Linked DNA regions of Sus scrofa: region 2 is linked to region 1. A link is a contact called in public HiChIP or PLAC-seq data. All regions are on one chromosome and are shown on one strand. The core of a region is the stretch at or near the end of the contact, and the rest is flanking DNA. Distances in the headings are between cores, read along the strand shown. Region 1 has its middle 17 kb from the start of TBX15. Region 2 has its middle 130 kb from the start of TBX15.

What was found. HiChIP or PLAC-seq counts read pairs in DNA pulled down with a chosen protein or histone mark.
Region 2: a contact with region 1 is called in an H3K27ac HiChIP or PLAC-seq map of skeletal muscle, with 5 times the contacts expected there. The contact joins two enhancer-like sites. A contact is called at or near these places in 2 of 47 Hi-C or Micro-C datasets (both in skeletal muscle) and 1 of 2 datasets of contacts at active chromatin or transcription factors (skeletal muscle).

What each region holds. Positions count from the first base shown.
Region 1 is chr4:101,899,941-101,904,313 of Sscrofa11.1, forward strand. No RefSeq gene overlaps it. Among named protein-coding and RNA genes, the nearest start is that of TBX15, 17 kb to the right of the region's middle. Within about 2 kb of position 2,206, at least 11 of the 83 cell types and tissues checked have an H3K27ac peak or open chromatin away from gene starts, as enhancers often do. A contact at or near this core is called in skeletal muscle, where this site is marked.
Region 2 is chr4:102,048,352-102,053,004 of Sscrofa11.1, forward strand. No RefSeq gene overlaps it. Among named protein-coding and RNA genes, the nearest start is that of TBX15, 130 kb to the left of the region's middle. Within about 2 kb of position 2,645, at least 2 of the 83 cell types and tissues checked have an H3K27ac peak or open chromatin away from gene starts, as enhancers often do. A contact at or near this core is called in skeletal muscle, where this site is marked.

The sequences.
Region 1 (4,373 bases), core at 956-3,455:
AGCTTAAAAAAAAAAAAAAAAAGGAAGAAGCTAAACTCTTTGATAGCTTGGCCCTTGGTCTGCCCGTGAATGCCTTAAGGATTATATCATCAGACTGACTCCAGCAGTCCGTGCTATTGTTTCAGAAGGAGGAAACAGCGAAGAAGGCTTGGGGGGAAGAAAAGGGAAAGGGTGGGAACAGCGGGTCTGCACCTTGGGGAGAGGAGAGTTAGATTTTGAAAGTGCAGTTATCAAACGTTATGGTAGTGAGGCTAGAAAGACAAATTGAACAATTTCTCAGCGTCTGCGGGAAAGAGGTTTCTCTGGGCTATTTCTCCTTTTCTTGAGGGATTAACGTAAACGTTTGGTTTCAATAACTTTTCTACCACAGATGACATTAGTTCAGCAGAGAGAGAAAGCGACCTCAAGTCGCCCAGAGATGTTGTTGCCGAAAACCATCACCTGGGGGCAGTCTTGTGACTGTTATATTTCTTCTGCCTCACTCTGGTACGGATATTACTACTTTTTTTCCTAGATGTGCTCAGTTGCTTTACCCGAGGTGGAGAGGTGAGAAAGGAGGGGGGACGGCTTAGGAACTGAGTATTACCACCTTCCTCAAAGGAGGTGATTCCACCAGAGTGTGCTGGAGGTCGCGAAGTCACAACAGTTCTCTTTTGGTTCCTGGAAGCTGAGTCGGCAGAAAGAGGCCGCAGACACTGGGTCCTGGGATGCTAACGACCTCAGCGGGATGGCGAGGACGGGGGACCTGGGATTCCTCGGAATCAGGGTCGGGGCATTTCCCGAGACCTCTCACCCCACCCCTGAGCCCCGCACACGCTCCTCTGCCCAACCCAGCCAGCCCCTCCGGTTCCGAGACCCCCGGTCCCGCCCACGACCGCTCGGGGACTTGTTCGTAACAGGAGGAGCAGGGCGTGGACACTGCGCCGCGCCCGCCGACCCCAATCGTCGAAAAGCCAGCCCCGGCCCCCAGGCTGCCCTGAAGTCTGGCTGCGTCCACAAAAGTCAGAAGTTCTCGTTCACAAGCGAGTGCGCCCCTCGGTTCGCTCCGGAGGCGTTTCCCTGCCGGAACCCAGGCCTCCTCAGAAGGCCCCCGGGACGCAGAGACAGCCCAGGCCGCCCGCCTCCGGCCAGGGGGCCGCGGGCGGCGGGCCGAGATCCGGGGTCACCGGCCGCACCCTTCGCAGCTGGGGCACGAGACTGTCTGAAACCTTCGTGCCGTGTGCAACGCAAGGCGGTTAATGTCTTAGCATTAAGAGGCCCTAAGGCCTTTCTGTGCCAGAGGATCAACCCCAGGAAAGGGAAGCCGAGGACGGCCTCCCGCGGGCCGTGGGCGGGCACACTAAGTCTGGGGGGTCGTTGCTCTGCGTGCAGGGGCTGGGGCGGCCCGAGAGCCGGCGGAGTGCTCGTGCAGTCGGCCGGGCGAGCCGCGAAAGTGTAAAGTAAAAGCCCAGAACACCGAGGCCGAAACAAAACCAGACCTCGCTCCACAAAACCGAGGCGGGGATTCGGGGTTTATGAGCGAGGACTTCCTTGAGGCTTTACGTCCTCGCTCTACGGCCCACTGTGCAGAAGAAGGGGGCAGCCTCCGCGGGCAGGAGGAGGGGACCTTTCCCGGGGAGAAAATGTCAGGCCGAGAACTCTGAGCAAATGGGCTCCTTGAGCCCTTGACCTCGGCCTTCACCACGAGTCTGCTCCGGAGGCCTCCCTCGGGCCCAGGCCCGACTCCAGGCCACGCGGCGTCAACTGGCCGATCGGAGTCCCTGGGCTCGGCCCGCCGGCTCTACGGAATTCACAGCGGGGACCCACTTCTCCGGAAGTTGTACCCTTCGGGGCAGGACCTTGCTGGGAAAAGAAAAAGAGGCTGGGGCTTTTCAAAATCTGGAAAAAAAGAAAAAGATGTTCAAACGGCTTTTTTTTTTTTTTCCCTGAAAACGGAGAAGAGGGCAATCCCTGGGTTACGGTGGATGAGGCGCTCCAGCCCCTCTCCATCTCTAGCCCCTAGAAATAAGGCGGAGGGGGGCTGCTTTTTGCCCCCTCGCGGGCTGCCGTAACGCCCTTGCGACCCGCTCACGTTGCGGGGGGCGGGGGTGTACGCGGTGGGGCGGGGCGGGGTAGGGGCGCTCGGAAACCTCGCGAGGGGTCACAGGGCGCCCGAATCCAAGGCTGCTTCAAGTCCGTGCGCATGTGAAATCCCGGGGAGCGTCAGGTACAAGTAGCCCGCGGGACCGAGAGGCGGAGTGGGACGCAGAGCTGGGCTTCCTAGAGGACTGGCCTAGGATTCTGGCCTGGAGCTCGGCTCCGCCTCTCCCCTCTCCCCCCTTTCCCCCTTTTCCCCCGAGCCCCGCAGGGCGGCTTCCCCGCCTGCAACAAAGGAGGCGCAGCAGGCTGGTCTGTGTCTGAATCGCAGACACGCCAGTGTCGAATACGCCTCCACTTTGCCCCGCGAAGGGGAGAAAGCGCAGAGCTGTGAAGGGTGCGTTGAGCACCGCCCGTTTCCTGCGCCGAGCGGTCAGGGCTGGACTCGTCCCGCCTGGCTCCCGCGCCGGTGGGCGGCCCGGGCCCGCAGGCAGCCCCGCTGCCTCTCCCACCCGTCCGCACCACTGCCACTGCCCCCGGTACAGGGAGGGAAGCTCGCGGCCGGGGCTCATTCTGGGTGGTAGCTGCCCAGCTCCGTCTTTTAACGATCCGACGTCGCAGGGGCGTGAGCGTGCGTCACCTGTACAGGTGCAGTGGAAATGATTGTGCGCGTTTAATTCCGAGGCTACATTTCCAAAATCGAGATGGTACGATAAGAGCGATGTTCAGAAATGGAAAAGCCGTTTACTTCACTTGTTTAGGGTGAAAGTGAAAATGTTTTCAGCTTGCTGGGGCTGGATGATTTTCTCCGTTGTCTCCTTCACTAGACATAGCCAAGGTGAATGGACGTTTAGAGAGGTCGTGTGCGGTTTACACTGTACTCTGAATCTGTAAAAGGAAGAGGCTTCGGTTCGCAGTACCTACTCACTGCCTTCGCGTTAGGAGAATTATACCCGCCTCGGCCGTTGGTGCAGCGTGTGCTGTGCTCGAACACAACAGCATCTGGACGAGTTTTGGCGTTCAGTTCCCACCCCCGCCTTTGCCCCAGTCCCTCCAGCAGCATTATTTTCTACTGTATCTTGTGGTCAGCTTGTCTATTTCGGGTCATCTTATCTTCCTCTCCACCCACTTTGTCACACTCTCCCCCGAACTGGACCAAAAAAAGAGACACCTGTAGACAGAATCCCTATACTGGTATCGGTCTGCTTGGCTTGGGTCATCATAGAATTCAAAGTCACAGCCCAGGAATATGCTTGTTTATGCAAGGCTGTATATGTACACGCAAGGCTGCTGAGCCTGATTCACCAGCTCGGGTAGGTCTCAGAGGGTCTCAGCATTGATACTAGGGCGTGTAAATCTGATTTTCACCGACTATGCCATGAAGCCACAGACTACTGGCTCATTTGTTGCTACACTTCCAGGTTAGTGTTTGCTGGGCTGGTCACGCATTGATTAAGTAGATAAGTTGAAAAGGGCTTATGAAAATTGCTGTTAAAAAGCTAAGTGATATTTTCAGCCTACTTGTAGAGTTTCAGAATTGGGGAAATAAGGAAAACTGAAGACACCCTTCCCCCATTCTGCTTTTTTTGTAGGTATGACTACAGGCTGTGTAAAGGAATTTGTATAGTAATGTGTATTCGTGTGTCCATGTTTGGGGGCATGAGGGCATGCTAGTGAAGTATGCATCCGTGGAAAATGACCTAAATCAATCTTTCCTTCTTTCTAATATATGTATTGAAAAGAATCTCTATGGTTGCAGGGTTTGTAAATCCCAAGCTCCTTAGATCGCTCCTGGAAGGAGACCAGGCTTTAGGAATGGAAAGCATTATTTAAAAGGGCTCTAGCACACTCTGCTTTTCTGCATTTCCCCCAAAGGTAGTAGGACTGGAAGTTGGAGCCACCCCACTTCCACACCTGCACAGGAGGAAAAGTGTGAACTCCTAGGGTGCCAGCAGAATTATTACCACCTCTGGCATTGACCCAAAGTGTGTGTATCCTGAAGTCTGAGCCCCATCACTCTGATTGCTCAGAGTTGAAAGTCTCACAAACCTTCCATGAAACCAGATCGGAATTTGCTGAGTGAATTTGTACTTACACACATGCACACACATTTTTCTAAAGGAGAGTATAGTAAAATGCCCTGCACTTGGTAGATATTTCGTGAATTTTCTGTTGAGAGAATGAATGACTGTCTATGTATTTATTCTTTTCAAGTTAAGTTTAAAAAAAAACTAAATAAGCTTGTATATGTGCATATAATGTATATGTGACAAAGAATTGTGCGCCCAGAATATAGG
Region 2 (4,653 bases), core at 1,395-3,894, 150 kb after region 1:
CGTACCACACTGTTTTGATGACTGTGGCTTTGTAGTATTTCTTGAAGTCTGGGAGAGTTATGCCCCCTGCTCGGTTTTTGTTTCTCAGGATTGCTTTGGCTATTCTGGGTCTTTTGTTGTTCCATATAAATTTTTTGGATTGTTCTAGTTCTGTGAAGAATGTCCTGGGTAATTGGATAGGGATTGCATTGAATCTGTAGATTGCTTTGGGTAGTATGGCCATTTTTACAATATTGATTTTTCCAATCCAGGAGCATGGAATATCTTTCCATTTCTTTACATCTTCTTTGATTTTCTTGATTAAAGTTTTATAGTTCTCGGCATATAAGTCCTTTACCTCCTTGGTCAGGTGTATTCTGAGGTATCTTTTCCCATCTTTGAAATAGAGATGCCACAAGATGTGATTTCTAAGGTTTTTGCCATCTCTGATGCTCCATGGAAGGTAGTTGGATCTCAGCCCTGATTTTCTGATCAATCTCTGGAGTAGATTCTACTTAAAGAGATAAGTGGAAGGAAAGATAGACAATAAGCTGAAAAAAAAAATCTCACTTGTGTAGAAAGGAAAACTTGGGTCTCCCATCTCTGCCCAAGTACTTCTCAATGTTTCATAATTAGTTTTTGTTGAAGTGGCCTTTTTTTATTCACAGCCCTGATGCTCTAAGACATTTACCTTTAAGCATTCAGTAGTGAAGATGCCTGGATTTAGAAGCAGAACTCACTTCCCTCATTGCTGGCATTCAGCTTCTCTGAGACTCAGGCTCCGTCATCTATAAAATAGAAATAATGATAATTTTCTCTTATGAAAGGAGAAGAACTCAATTACTTGGGTTTGAATAGTTTATTAAATATACTTAAGGTATATATATATCCCCCTAGTGGATTATAATACTCAAGTATAAGAGTTCTCCTTTTATATTCTTCATGATAAGTAGCACATATTGGAGTCACAATTGGTGCTAAACTAATTATGAGCTGACCTGATCTGATAAGGGTTAAATATTTCTTTATATATTCACTTTTTTAATTTGCAAAATAGGTTCTTGCTTGTTTTAACAAAATAAAATGCCAACATCTATTCAAAAAGATAATTTTTTTCTGGCATACTGTTAGTGATTCTTCAGTGTGTTATCTTTTCAGATGCTTTCCTCAAGCCCATTCAACCCCCATACTCACATATCCACTCACACTTACACATATAATATATTCTCATAAGTTTTTATTTTCTTTCTTTCCTTTCTTTGTTTGTTTTTAACCAAAAAAGAGATGATACCATATATATTATTCTATAAATAGATTTTGGAGCTCCTGTCGTGGCTCAGTGGTACCTGACTAGTATCCATGAGGACATGGGTTCAATCCCTGACCTCACTCAGTGGGTTAAGGATCCAGCATTGCCGTGAACTGTGGTGTAGGTCACAGATGTGGCTCAGATCCCATGTTGCTGTGGCTGTGATATAGGCCAGCAGCTACAGCTCCGATTGGACTCCTAGCCTGGGAACTACTGTATGCTCTGGGTGCAGCCCTAAAAAGACAAAAAAAAATTTTTTTTTAAATTTTCATTTATTCCATAGTTGGCTTTATACTACTTTATAGGACGATGCACTATAATTTTTATCCATTTCTCTACAGATACACATTAAGATTGCTACTATGTGATTTATTTGTTTTGCAGTCCAAACAATGCTTTGATATAATTTTAAAAAGATGAATTTGGCCAGTTATATGCATTAAATCTTAGATAACCTTTGGCTCTAGCTTTTACGGGTTGAATCTGCTGGAAAATTTGTTGGATACTCCAAAGATAGACTTGGCTCTTAGTGACTTATCAAGGCTCTCCAGCTCTTTCATAATCCTCACATGAGCAAGGCTTACTCAACAGCTGCCACCAGCCCCAGTTTCCTCAAATGGGTCATCTCGTGGGCTTCAGCAGACCTGACTGTGAACATATCAGGTGCTGGCTCCAATAACCTCCCCCTCTATTCACAGATGCGCAGGACAGGGCAGAGTTCTCCTTGCCTCTAGCCATACATAGACAATTTTAGCAACAGCTTGCTTGGCATCTGTTTCACCAGGTTCTTAATCTCAGCACCATTAGTAATTGACACCATAAATAAGATCACCGGTGAGTGCCTGGAATCTTGGGATGGGCCAGGAATTTGACCTGGAGATTCTGGGGGATCCGACAGGAGCGGTCTTGTGGTAAATCAATATCTGTGGCAAAAAAAGGGTGACTCCAGCGCATAGCTGAGTGGACATGCAGGTTTCCCAGTCTGGAGGTGCTCCATAAATAAAGTTTCCTAACCTATCTCTGGGATTATTTGTCATCATGGTGACAGCATGTGATAGCGCGACAAGTGCTTTCTGTAACTAGGGGAGTGGGGCTTCAAGCTTGAGGCCAGAGGTTGCAAACGGCTGGTGCGTTGCCGTAACCATGCCAAATGCCAAATATTTGAAAATAATTTGCCAACATTTAAAAATTAGGTTTTACATAAAAGTCTGTAATTTTGGTACCTCTTGGGGAAAAAAGCAAAGATGTGGTACCATCAAGGCCACGGTTTCATGGGGCCAGATAGGGCAGCTGTCTTCAGAGGTGTCATGAGCTTTCCAGTTTGGCAGTCTTCTGGTCTACTTGACTGGCATTTGAGCCTGGCTTGGATGTAATGACCTTTACAACTCAGCAATTCTCTTTCTACTTATTGCCAAGATTCATACACTCATACAGTGTGAAATCATGACAAACTTCAGGGCTCCCCTCTCTCAAATATTTATCCCTTCATTTACCTAGAGGGCAAAAACGCCAACACTAAGATTCACTTGCTGATAAGTAAGAGACAACATTTATCCTAGCAGAATTATCGTCTTCATCCTCCAGATAAATAAACTGAGGCTCAGTGAGGTTAAGTTGCCAAGGTCCCTGAGGTAATAGGTGGTAATGTTAGCAGAGTCTCTCTCCAGAAGTTGTGCCTGGAATCCCTCCAGCTCACTTTAGCAGTCTGTTTCAAACCTGAAGATGCTTCCAGCTAGAGGGAGACTTGGAGGGTTCTCCCATACCAAAGCATACTTAGCTGACAGCAATGTGTTCAGCTTCTAAGAACATGAGGGTATAGAATGGACCTGAAGGAAGGTGGAAAGAAGCAGAGATGACTTCCAGGTGAAGATGAGGTCTGCATAGAAAGAAGGGCCTGGGAGGATGGGATTCAAAGAACAGGGTTGATATAAGAAATTTTAACTTCTGATGAGGAACGGGAGGCAGTCCTGGGACCCAGAGGACTCACATCTCACCAACATGATCCAAGGGATTTTAGGTGAAAGATAGGGGTGTGAGGTTGGGGTTGACATAAGTGTGCAGAATCAGAAGTTTGTGAAAAAACAAAACAAAACAATAAAGCTCCTTTTGCTAGAATATGCTCAATCATTTTAAGAAGGTTTAGAACATATGGCAGAGTGTGGAATGGATGTAATTAAAATGGAACTGGGAGTTCCCATTGTGGCCTAGCGGGTTAAGGACTTGACATGGTCTCTGTGAGGATGCAAGTTCTTTCAATTGCTGGCCTCACTCATTGGGTTAAGAAACTGGCATTGGCATGCGTTATGGTGTAGGTCACAGACATGGCTCAGATCCTGTGTTGCTGTGGCTGTGGCAGAGGCCTGCAGCTGTGGCTGTGATTCAACCCATAGCCTGGGAACTTCCATATGCTGCAGGTATGGCCCTAAAAAAGAAAAAAGGAAAAAAAAAAAAGAGAACTGAAGGCCAAGATAGGTGGGAAGACAGAATTAGAGTCCTAGTGGGAAGGTAGGTGTGGGTGGGATGCAGGTTTCGGAGTTGGACAGACTTGGGTCTGACTCCTGACTCAGCCTGACTTTCGTTGTATAACCTTTGGTCAGCTTTCCTTTCCGAACCTGTTTTCGTGGTTGGGATTAAATGAGGTATGTGTGTTAAATGCCTGGCATGTAGCAGACTCTGAGCACAGAGCTGAGTGGACACGCAGGTTTCTCAGCCTGGAGGTGCTCCATAAGTAAGATAGAGTTTCCTGACCTATCTCTGTATTATTTGTAGTCATGGTTACAGTATTTGGTTGCTGAAGTGGTTTTTTGTGACTAGGGGAGTGGGGTTTCAGATATCAGTGAGTTCAGTTCTTTGGATCAAGATGAATCATACCCTGGGTGCCAGAAAAATTTATAGATGAGATGAGGAAACCTGTAATTCATGGTAATCACGAATATCGATAGAGGTTTTGGAAAAATTGCAGAAAGGCCAATGTCATTTTTTTGAAAGAGTCATTGGAAGAAAGTGAGTTTCAATGCTATAGACTTGGTGTCAAACCCAGGCAAAATTCTGGTGTATGATGATGAGCAGATGGTTTGCGTGCGCTTAGAAAAAACAGCAACCCCTTTATGAGAAGTCATCCCAAGATTGTTAAGAAGAAAATTATTCCAGGCAAACCCCATTTTGACTTTTGTCTCAAGTCACTAAACTGATTAGTTGAATGCTGTGAATCAGCTAATCAGGGTGTCGATGTGACATTTAACAAAGGTTTTAAAATATTTTGTGAATAATATGGTGAGACTTGGATTGAAAGATAATTCTGTCCAAGCTTGGAGAACACAAATACTGTTGAGGAGTAGATCCTTCTTGATTCTTGAGGGAGCCCC